Linked DNA regions of Gasterosteus aculeatus: region 1 is linked to region 2. Evidence: chromatin contacts called from public Hi-C data. All regions are on one chromosome and are shown on one strand. The core of a region is the stretch at or near the end of the contact, and the rest is flanking DNA. Distances in the headings are between cores, read along the strand shown.

Evidence for each region. A called contact is a pair of places that touch in the nucleus more often than the background predicts.
Region 1: a Hi-C map of whole body shows a contact between it and region 2, with 5 times the contacts expected there. The contact joins the promoter of mycn here to the enhancer-like site in region 2. A contact is called at or near these places in 4 of 6 Hi-C or Micro-C datasets (skeletal muscle, tail fin and whole body).

Annotation. Positions count from the first base shown.
Region 1 is chr18:9,562,355-9,566,770 of fGasAcu3.hap1.1, reverse strand. It overlaps mycn (MYCN proto-oncogene, bHLH transcription factor), which reads left to right and starts at 2,631. Exons shown (of 3, transcript XM_040161406.2): 1 at 2,631-2,802; 2 at 3,228-3,873. The coding sequence starts at 3,249.
Region 2 is chr18:9,477,195-9,481,813 of fGasAcu3.hap1.1, reverse strand. It overlaps smek1 (SMEK homolog 1, suppressor of mek1 (Dictyostelium)), which reads right to left. Exons shown (of 15, transcript XM_078093140.1): 8 at 4,502-4,619; 9 at 4,139-4,241; 10 at 3,898-4,056; 11 at 3,641-3,810; 12 at 2,973-3,112; 13 at 2,629-2,819; 14 at 1,905-2,116; 15 at 607-1,822. The coding sequence ends at 1,691. Among protein-coding and RNA genes, the nearest start is that of smek1, 7.0 kb to the right of the region's middle. Within about 2 kb of position 1,368, at least 1 of the 9 cell types and tissues checked has open chromatin away from gene starts, as enhancers often do.

The DNA.
Region 1 (4,416 bases), core at 1,382-3,881, 84 kb before region 2:
CAAGTCAACCGCAAGAGCCTGGTGAAGTCATCACTGGCAGCGCCTCTTACCTGAATCATCACCCGGGGGTCATGGACAACGACGAGGTGCAGTTATCTAAACAACTGCTTTTCGTGGTGACAAACAAAACCCACATGTTACAGTCAATGAAGTCAAATAAAGTGTCTCTCACCTCCGTATTTATTAAAACAAACAAAAGGCAAAACCCATCCAGGATGCAAAAGCTGGACTGAGGTTTGCTGCTAAGTTGCTTTGGGGAAAACATTAACACCTGGTTGAACAACAGCTCGATGGAGGCCGGCTGTTAGAATAAACTGGCCTGCATAACACTTTGAATCTGGGTTCGTAATAATAAACATGGCCATAATATATATGTTGTACATATGTTTGTAAATAAAGCATGAGACTGTCCTTTCTCCAACGTTTAACACGTCGGTCGGCATCCGTTAAAGAGCAATACAACCACGAGGTTGAGCTGTATCCGTCGTTGTATCCCTCAATGTTTCTGATGAAAACAAAGCCATGACACCAAAAATGACCCACTATAAACAGCGTTAAATATTGATATGTTGTGCGTGCTTTCTTTTCTAACCCAACCAGCCCGTCCTGATGTCACTGCAGCTGTTTTTACCCACAATACGCTTGTCTGCACTATCCACAAGGGTGACTTAGGAATCTTTTATCAAAACTGGCCTGATTGCTTAACCACCCATGTCCCGGTCCAGTTGTGAGTGGCGGGAAGGGGGTGTGGGCACGCCACAACTGTCATAAAAACAACAGGCAAAGACGCTAGTGCACTTCTGGCTGACGCCTGTGTCCACTTAATGGGGGGGAGGGCTCTTGTTTATCTAAGGTGGTCTCGCTGTGAGCGAACTCTGATGCCAATTTCCCCAATCCATCCATCCATCGGCTTCTTTACCTTCTTCTTTAATCTTCTGGTCCACTGAAAAGCAGCAGCATGCACGCAGCTTCCTGTCCTGGCGCATCTGCACTGACTGGACACGAGGAAAACTTTCCCTATACTGTTCTCACTCCCCCTCTTTGCCATTCGGACAGAGGAGGAAGCTGCTTCTGCCGCTGTTAGAGGGTCAGTTTGAGCAGGAGCCAAAGAGCAGGGTGGACCCGGGGGCCCGTGGGGAGTTTCTTTGAATCCCAAACTGTTTCCCAAGTTCCTGGGAGCAATCGCCAGTCCCAGGAAACTCCCCGAGATTCCCACTTTGTAGACCAAGCAGCTGCAGATTTTCACTTTTTTCGCTGGCTGACGCATGTGGTTGTTTGAAGTCAGCAACGAATAAAAGGTTTATGGTATCAAATAAATGGAAATACATCTTTATTCATCTAGAAATAGCGTCTTGATATGTATTAATGTATACAGTAAATCTTGTAAAACCAAAATATCGTAAAGTTAAAATTAAAATCTATTTTTATCCTCCAAATTATTTTTTGTTATCATCTATTTCTGCTTGCCAAATAAACTGTCACTCTCGCAGCTCACAGCTGACGTGGAATCCGCTCGGAAAACGTTTTTCCTGAATGAGTCAGTATAAAGGACCTGCGTGTACGCCTGTTTGCATAATTACAGATGCACCATTCCAACTTATCTGTCATTAGAAAAGGGAATGGGAATGACTCCAGGCTACAACCACCGCTCAGGCTTACGTAACATGTATCTTCTCGGGACCTCCTGTCCCGGACGCAGATGAATCCTCCCCGAACCCACAAGCTGTTTCCCCGACGTGTGATTTGTCTGACATTCCTTGCCATCTCCTTGTTGTTGTTGTTGTTGTTGTTGTTGTTGTTTTTCTCATTTTGCGAGGACCCTGTGCCCTCGTGTCTTTGTCTCGCCGTGTTTGGGGTGAAGAAGGTGCGAGGATCCGCTGTGGTTCCCCGCGCGTCCGTGTGAGGGCGCAGTGGGGCCTTTTCATCCAGGGGATGCTGGATGACCCTCAGACAAAAGAGAGAACGGGCTGCTGAGGCCCACAGGCCGGTGGGCAGTGTACCGCATCGCTGCTACCAGTGCGTGTTCATAAACAGCTCGCGTTTGCGTGTTTCACAAATAGAAATAAGCATTCCTCCGTTTGCATTTACAACGTTTTAACCAAATCAAGGTCAGGTTATTTTGTTTCAATCTCTTAAACCAAACAATTAATTTGAGACTCCAATGTGTAATAGATGCATCATGTAAGGGTCGTGTGTGTGAGAGGGAACCTTTATTTGTAGGGGGTTGGTTTAAAAAAAGCAATGTCCTTCACTTGGTTGATGCCCCTCGGGTGAGTGTAGCACCCGGCCTGCTGTAGTGCCCTTGAGCAAGCTGAGCAAGACTTCAAACCACTACCTGCGCTGTTTCGTGGTTGATCCTGGGTCGGACATCCCAGTGGAAAGGTGTGGGTAGTAGGGGGGGGGGGGGGCAGTTGTACTGAGGCTGTCAATAAAATACATTGTGTTTCTTTTACGTCTCCTCGATCTCCTTCCTCGTCGCTTTCGTTCCCGCGTGCAGTGTTTTGGCTGTTTTCTCGATTCACCTTGAAGGAAAAAGCTCCCAGCACAACCGCGTCCGCCGCGCCGCATCAAACCCCCCCAAAAGCCCGACTGCTCCGCCCCCCTCCCGCCCGGGGAGGGGGGCGGAGTCTGCTCCCCTCCCGCAGATCGAGTGTATAACACGGTAAAGCCGGGCGCAATGTGTGTCAGAGGACTGTCTGTGCTCCCCGAGTAGATGACTGCTCCAAATCTGGTGTCTGCTTTACTGATTGCGAGTTACGAGAAATATTTGGCTCGCACATTATTATCCCAAGTCAGGACAAGGTGAGCATCGTTTAATTCCAGCGGTTAAATACAGAGGCGGGCTGTTATTTATTATTGTTATTTTTTCCACACACACAAAGCGGAATGTCTATTAGATGTAATGTCATCTCATGTGTTTGTTTTTTTTGTAAACACACTTTCTTTTTTGTGTCTCAGTGACATTTTCTGCCATGTTTAGTCAGCAGTGAGCCAATGCGTCGATCTGCACCCTCCGTGCGTCACGGGTCACATTTACGCACATTCTCCTGAGACATTTTATGTGGGATTTAAACCCCACGGAGGGGTGAGCGAGGAGCAGACCGTGTGTCTGTGTGTGGGCTTTGATCCATGCTCTTTCCTGGAGCGCAGTATTCAGGTGTGAAAGAGTGCACGGGGAGAGACGCTCGTCCCTTTTGGAGACTAAAGTATCTTTTGTTCCTTTCCAGGTTTTTCGATTGTGGGATAGAATGCCGGCGATCGTAAGTAAAAACTCCCATTTGGAGTTTGACTCCTTACAACCGTGTTTCTACCCGGACGAGGACGACTTCTACCTCTGTGGTCCCGACTCCGCGCCACCGGGGGAGGACATCTGGAAGAAATTCGAGTTGTTACCCACTCCGCCCCTCTCCCCGAGCCGGGCCGCGCTACCGGGGGATGCGGCGACTGCCTCCGCGGAAGCAGACCCTCTGGGCTTCGGTCTCGGGGACCCGCTGGACTGGGCATCGGAGCTCCTGCTGCTGCCCGAGGACGATATATGGGGGGCGTCCGACGACGGGGACCTGTTTGGCTCCCCTTTGGATACTAACCCCAGCAACATCATAATCCAGGACTGTATGTGGAGCGGCTTCTCCGCCAGGGAGAAGCTGGAGCGGGTGGTCACCGAGAAACTGGGCAAGGCTATTTCCACCGCCACCGCGGGCGGCAGGAGCGCGTGCGTCAAAGCACCGGAGGTGGCGAGCCGCAGTCCGGTGACGGAGTGCGTGGACCCCACCGTGGTCTTCCCTTTCCCGGTCAACAAGAAGAACGGCAGCCGAGACTCAACCGGGACCGTTAACACGCCCACAAACCCGGGATGCGCTCCCAGTGACTCCGGTAAGAAATTAAAGACTGGATTTTATTTTATAAAAAAAATAAAAATAATAATAATTCTATGAAGAAAACACCTCCAACACTGCAATAGCATTGCATTCCGATTACTACACAATAAGTACCGGCATTGTTATTGTTGTTTTATTATAATCATCTTGTTGTTAATAATGATTTGCACGGATCGGATTATCTCGTTGCATTCCACGAACACACACGCGCAAACACACACGCACACACACACACACACACACACACACACACACACATGCACACACACGCACGCACACACTCGCGGTGGACCAGTAACACAGTGAGCCAGGTTTATGTAATCCGCCAATCCGCGGGCTCTTCATCCGGCAGATGGCGGTAAAATGGGGGAATTGTGCGCCTTGCTGAACTCGGTTGCCCTCGGAGCCAAAACAAAAAGCAGCCACAGTTAGTGACTGCGGTGCCACCCGGCTGTGGGATGAAAAAGGTGTTCAGCAATGTGATGAACTGACAAAAGTGCCACCGAGGCTTTCATTAAGGGACAATTTGCCAACAGCG
Region 2 (4,619 bases), core at 119-2,618:
GAAGAATTGCTTTACAATCCGTGGTACTGGAAGGATAATAAACCCATAGGATGAAGGTTTGATGCAATAGACGCATCAAACCTTCAGCGGGGTTTAACCGCGGTTGTGCCAAAATGACGGCATCCCAAACACATCCAGTGAAAGAATTCAAGGACGGGCATCGCGCGTCTCTCGATGGTTCTCTTATGGACTCAGAGCGCCACCTGGTGGATCACAACGACATCAGCAACTGAGGTACGCCAAGAAAAATGAAAGAACCAAGGGCTCAAAATACATTTTAAAGTTGAGTCAAATCAACAAAGTTTGTCCTAAGACAACAGAAGCTGACCATATATTTTCTCATGTACATGGTTTTCACAACATCAATTTGTTTTGGTAATAACAGACATGTTTCAAAGTATGAAAATGTACACTGAAATTTCACATTTTTACAGTATTAGGGCGGCATCGGAGGTCTTTCCCTAATCTACGTGGAGTCGGGTTGAGCTGCCGGATAATAGTTTGTGGAACCAAGTTGAACCCAGCCGGACCTTCTGCACTGCAGTTATATTCTCGTGTTGCCGAGGCAACCGGGACAGATCAATAACAGCACGATGCAGCGAGGAGGACATCTTACAGCAAAGATCATTTTAATGGTCCCAAATATTCTGAACAACTAAGTGTACACTAATGTAAAAGGAAAAAAAAAGAAAAGATATGACAAAATTCATCACATCTAGAATTCCACTCAATCTTTAATCAAGACGGGATTACAAATTCTCCAAAAAATCTGCAGTTTCAAAGGGCAAAAAGGGTAAAACTAGCTCACCTACTGAGGTCTTTAAAAACCTGTTCAAGTTTGACTGAAAACGTCCTGAACATTTAAAGGCAGGTCTTTTTTTGTCATCATTTACAAAAAACAGGAGAAAGATTGAGACAAATAGAGAACAAAAACAAAATGATGAAGAAACTGCTGGCTTTTTTTTTCTCTTCCGAGAAAGAATGTCCGTTGAAGAACGACAACACTGATGACATCATCAAACGACAACAAGGACGGCGCCGCACGCCGCCTCCCGTCTGGTATTATACACTAACAAAAAAAAAAAAAAACTGGGTTCAAAAGCAGCAGATGAAGAAAGGAGGAAAAAGAAGAGAAGCAAAAGAAGCAGGTGGAAACGAACGAGGAGGAAGGTGAATTCTCAAGGGGGGAGGGGGGTGCGAGTGGTGGTTCTGGGTCTGAACTGGCCGACCTATTTGGGCCGCTGTGATGTCATTCCCTGAGTGGGGGGGGGGCTGGTGGGAGCGGGGGTGGGAGGGATGAGGGGAGGTGGGGGGGCAGTGGGTTGTTGTCCGAGCCGGCAGGCTCTCTGGGGTTTCAGTCGGTGTGTACATGTTTTTTTCGAATGCGGTCTGAGTAACCGGCCCGAAGTGCGCCCACCACCTACCGAGCGGATCTTTTCCTCCCCCGACATTCACGCTTCCAGACGTTTTTTCTTTCTTTTTTTTTCCTTTTTCTTTTTTTTTTACTCCGGGTTTCCTGATTGGCACTTGTATGAAGCGGACTAGTCTGAGGAGGCCTTGCATCCGTGCACAGTCTGCTCCTCCGTGTGGCCGCCCGCTGCGTGGCTCTAAAATCATTCATCGGTTTACAAGCTTGATCAACCCTGCAAAAGGTCTGTGGGCTGCACCCGCCCCGAGCAGCGGAGCTTCTTTAGGAGCTCAGCTTGGACTTCTTCGAGGGAGGCAGAGGGTCCTCTTTGCTCTCGCCGTCCTCCTCGTCCTCGTCCTCCTCGTCATCCTCATCGTCGTCGTCGGGATAGTCCACCAGTCCCACCAAGCCTCCCTGGAGAGGAAACACAAGTCAAAAATCACATCATTCCGACTTATTTTTCAGGCGCTTAAAGCGTTAAAACGCCGACGGCTACCTTTGTGGTTACAGTTGTGGGGGAGGCAGAGCTCCGCGCCCCCGAGCCCGGAGAGCCCGGTGATCCCGGAGAGCCCGGGTTCAACGAGGCAGAGGAAGGAGGGCTGGACAGGCTGGTTTTGGTGGAGCCAGAGAAGGAGAGCTTGAAGCTCGGGTTCTGCCTGCCGGATAAGCTTGACTTCCCCAGCACGTCTTTGTCGTCCGTGTCTTTCACTTTGAGGGACAGGAGGGAGAAAACAGGGTCATCACGTCCTCTTTCACCACTCGACAGGTGAACAAGTATATGTTCTAGGAACACAAGCGTTTAGAAGACACATTTCGTTGTGTGTGTCTCACCCAAAATCAACAGACTAACAAAGAACTAGAATTAAATGTATTTTGAGACCGAGAGTAAAAATGACAATATGCAACAGTATATTTCCAATAGCTCGTAAAAGGTTGATTTATTATATATCTACCTAATTGCAAGTGACTATATTGGGCGGGTGTATAAAACTCCCTTTCTGATGGTATTCCCTCCTCAGTCCTCCTCTTGATGTTCCTACCAAGTTATCTTACACTGATAGAACCATCATAAAAGCTCAGCCCATTAAATTGTAAAACAATTTAGAAACCACAAATACCAGGATAGAAAAATCTCTCATTCCAAAACAAATCAGTCATTATTGTTGCCACACATTTTCTCCCCTGCAACAAACAAGAAGACGATGTATTTCCATACGTACATTTCTTTCTCTCCATGAACTTGCTTATAGGTTCCATGAGGTCTTCCTCACTCTTCATCTTGTCGGATGGAGGAACCACCGCCTCACCGTCCTCGAGATCGTCTTCATCCGTGTTGAACCACATCTCCTCTTCATCCTCCAGCGTCCGCGCGTCGCGACGGAAGCGGTGGTTTCTCAGGATGGAGCGCATGCTGGAGAGGATGAATAACATTATTATTATTATTATTATTATTATAAGAGGCACTGCCCATAGCAACTGACACAAGACCCTGGACAAAAGAATACCCATAATGCACACTGGAAACCATCCAATGGTAATAGCAGAGCAGCTGTGCTTGGTTCACCTGTCCAGCTTGGGGTTGTCTTGTCTCTCTCGCTGCTGTTCATATCGCAGCTTTAGGCCCTTGAACGTTTGGACGTAGTCGACGTCTTCCAGAGCTTTCCAGTAGTTCTCTATTATATGAGCCGTGAGAGACTTCACGTCCTCCTGGGGGCAATGGGAGGAGAGGAGGGGGAGCGCAGAGACACAGCGTGGGGCAAGATGAGAGGAAGGAGGTGGGGGGGTGGGGGTATGAAAAGGAGAGTAGAATAACAATGAAGTGTGGAGAAAAACAGCAAGCGGGAGACATGAAGGGGGGGGCAACAAACCAAACAAGTTAAAATGAATCAAAACAATCTGCCATGTTCCATCGTGATGTCAATGGTCAACTATTGATAACTGGTTGACCGTAGTGTGGTTAGTATGCATAAGCAAAATGCAGTAATATGCTTAATGAACTTGAGCCAGAAAAGAAGATCAATTAAAAGACGTGTTGTTTGACGGACGGTTGCTTTCCTTTGAGAGACTTGAAGCAGGCAACTAGCACAGTAGACCATGATCAACATGATCAAATATAAAGAAATGTCTACTTCTGAGTATGGAAGGAGTATAAAAGGCTGGCATAAGATACATTGTACAATATGTTAACTTGTAAGGAAACTATTGCTGGGGACATCTGGAGAAAATACTCACCACACGGACATACTCAAACATCTCAATAATGGCCGAGTTCATGAGATTGTAGCGTGAGCCGTTGTTGAGGAAGGCCTTGATGACCGGCTCGAACAGAAAGTTTCTCATGATGTAACGGTTGTAAAACTCATCCTTCAGTCCGATGATCCTCCGCATGAAGCGCAGGGCACCTGCACACAGGAAGACAGACTCTAAAATGAGCTTTTACAAAGCTTCACAATGTCGTCCCGTACCTAGAATGACCCCGTGTGACTCACATAGTGCCAGGAAGGCGTGCTGAGAGGCCGTGAGCACCAGCACCCTCCTGAGGATGTCCTTGTTGATGATGTAGTTCTTTATGTGATAGGTGTGGTGCTCAACACAGAACGTCAGCAGCTCCAGAATCAGGGCCAGCAGCTGGGACGTTTGAAAATCATCTAATAGGAGAACGAAGGGAGCGGTCAGCGCTGTATTTACAAAGCCAGCACACGTGCGTAGATACAGATACACACACAGTACCTTTGCTCGGCTTCTCCTCTGTGGTGTTGGCCAGCAGCGGAGCCGAGAGGACGTGCATACAGTGCTTGTAGAAGAAGCTCAGGAACTCCGTCTTCTCCGTTTTCTGGAGGGGAAAAAAAGGACAAACTGAATTGTATTTGTATCATTGATTATAAAGTAAATGTTCACAGAAAGCAAAAGAAAGACATGGTGCGCTCTGGCCTCTGAACTACTGGAGAGTTGCTCGGTTAGCGGCACAGTGCAGCTCTTTAGCTTTTAACAATATCTACACACACATCTACACGCGGGCTGGACGTGTCTGGTTTAAGGTCAAGCCATCGCCTGGTGGAAAGCGCCGTGTTTAGCGGCAGCGCTCAAACTCACGTTTGCAGTGGCCAGCATGTTCTCAGGGTCCACCAGAGTCCGTAGCAGACCCATCAGCTGCACTGCTCCCCCCAGCTCCGGGTCTGTATCACAGATCATGTGTTCTATGATCAGGTTG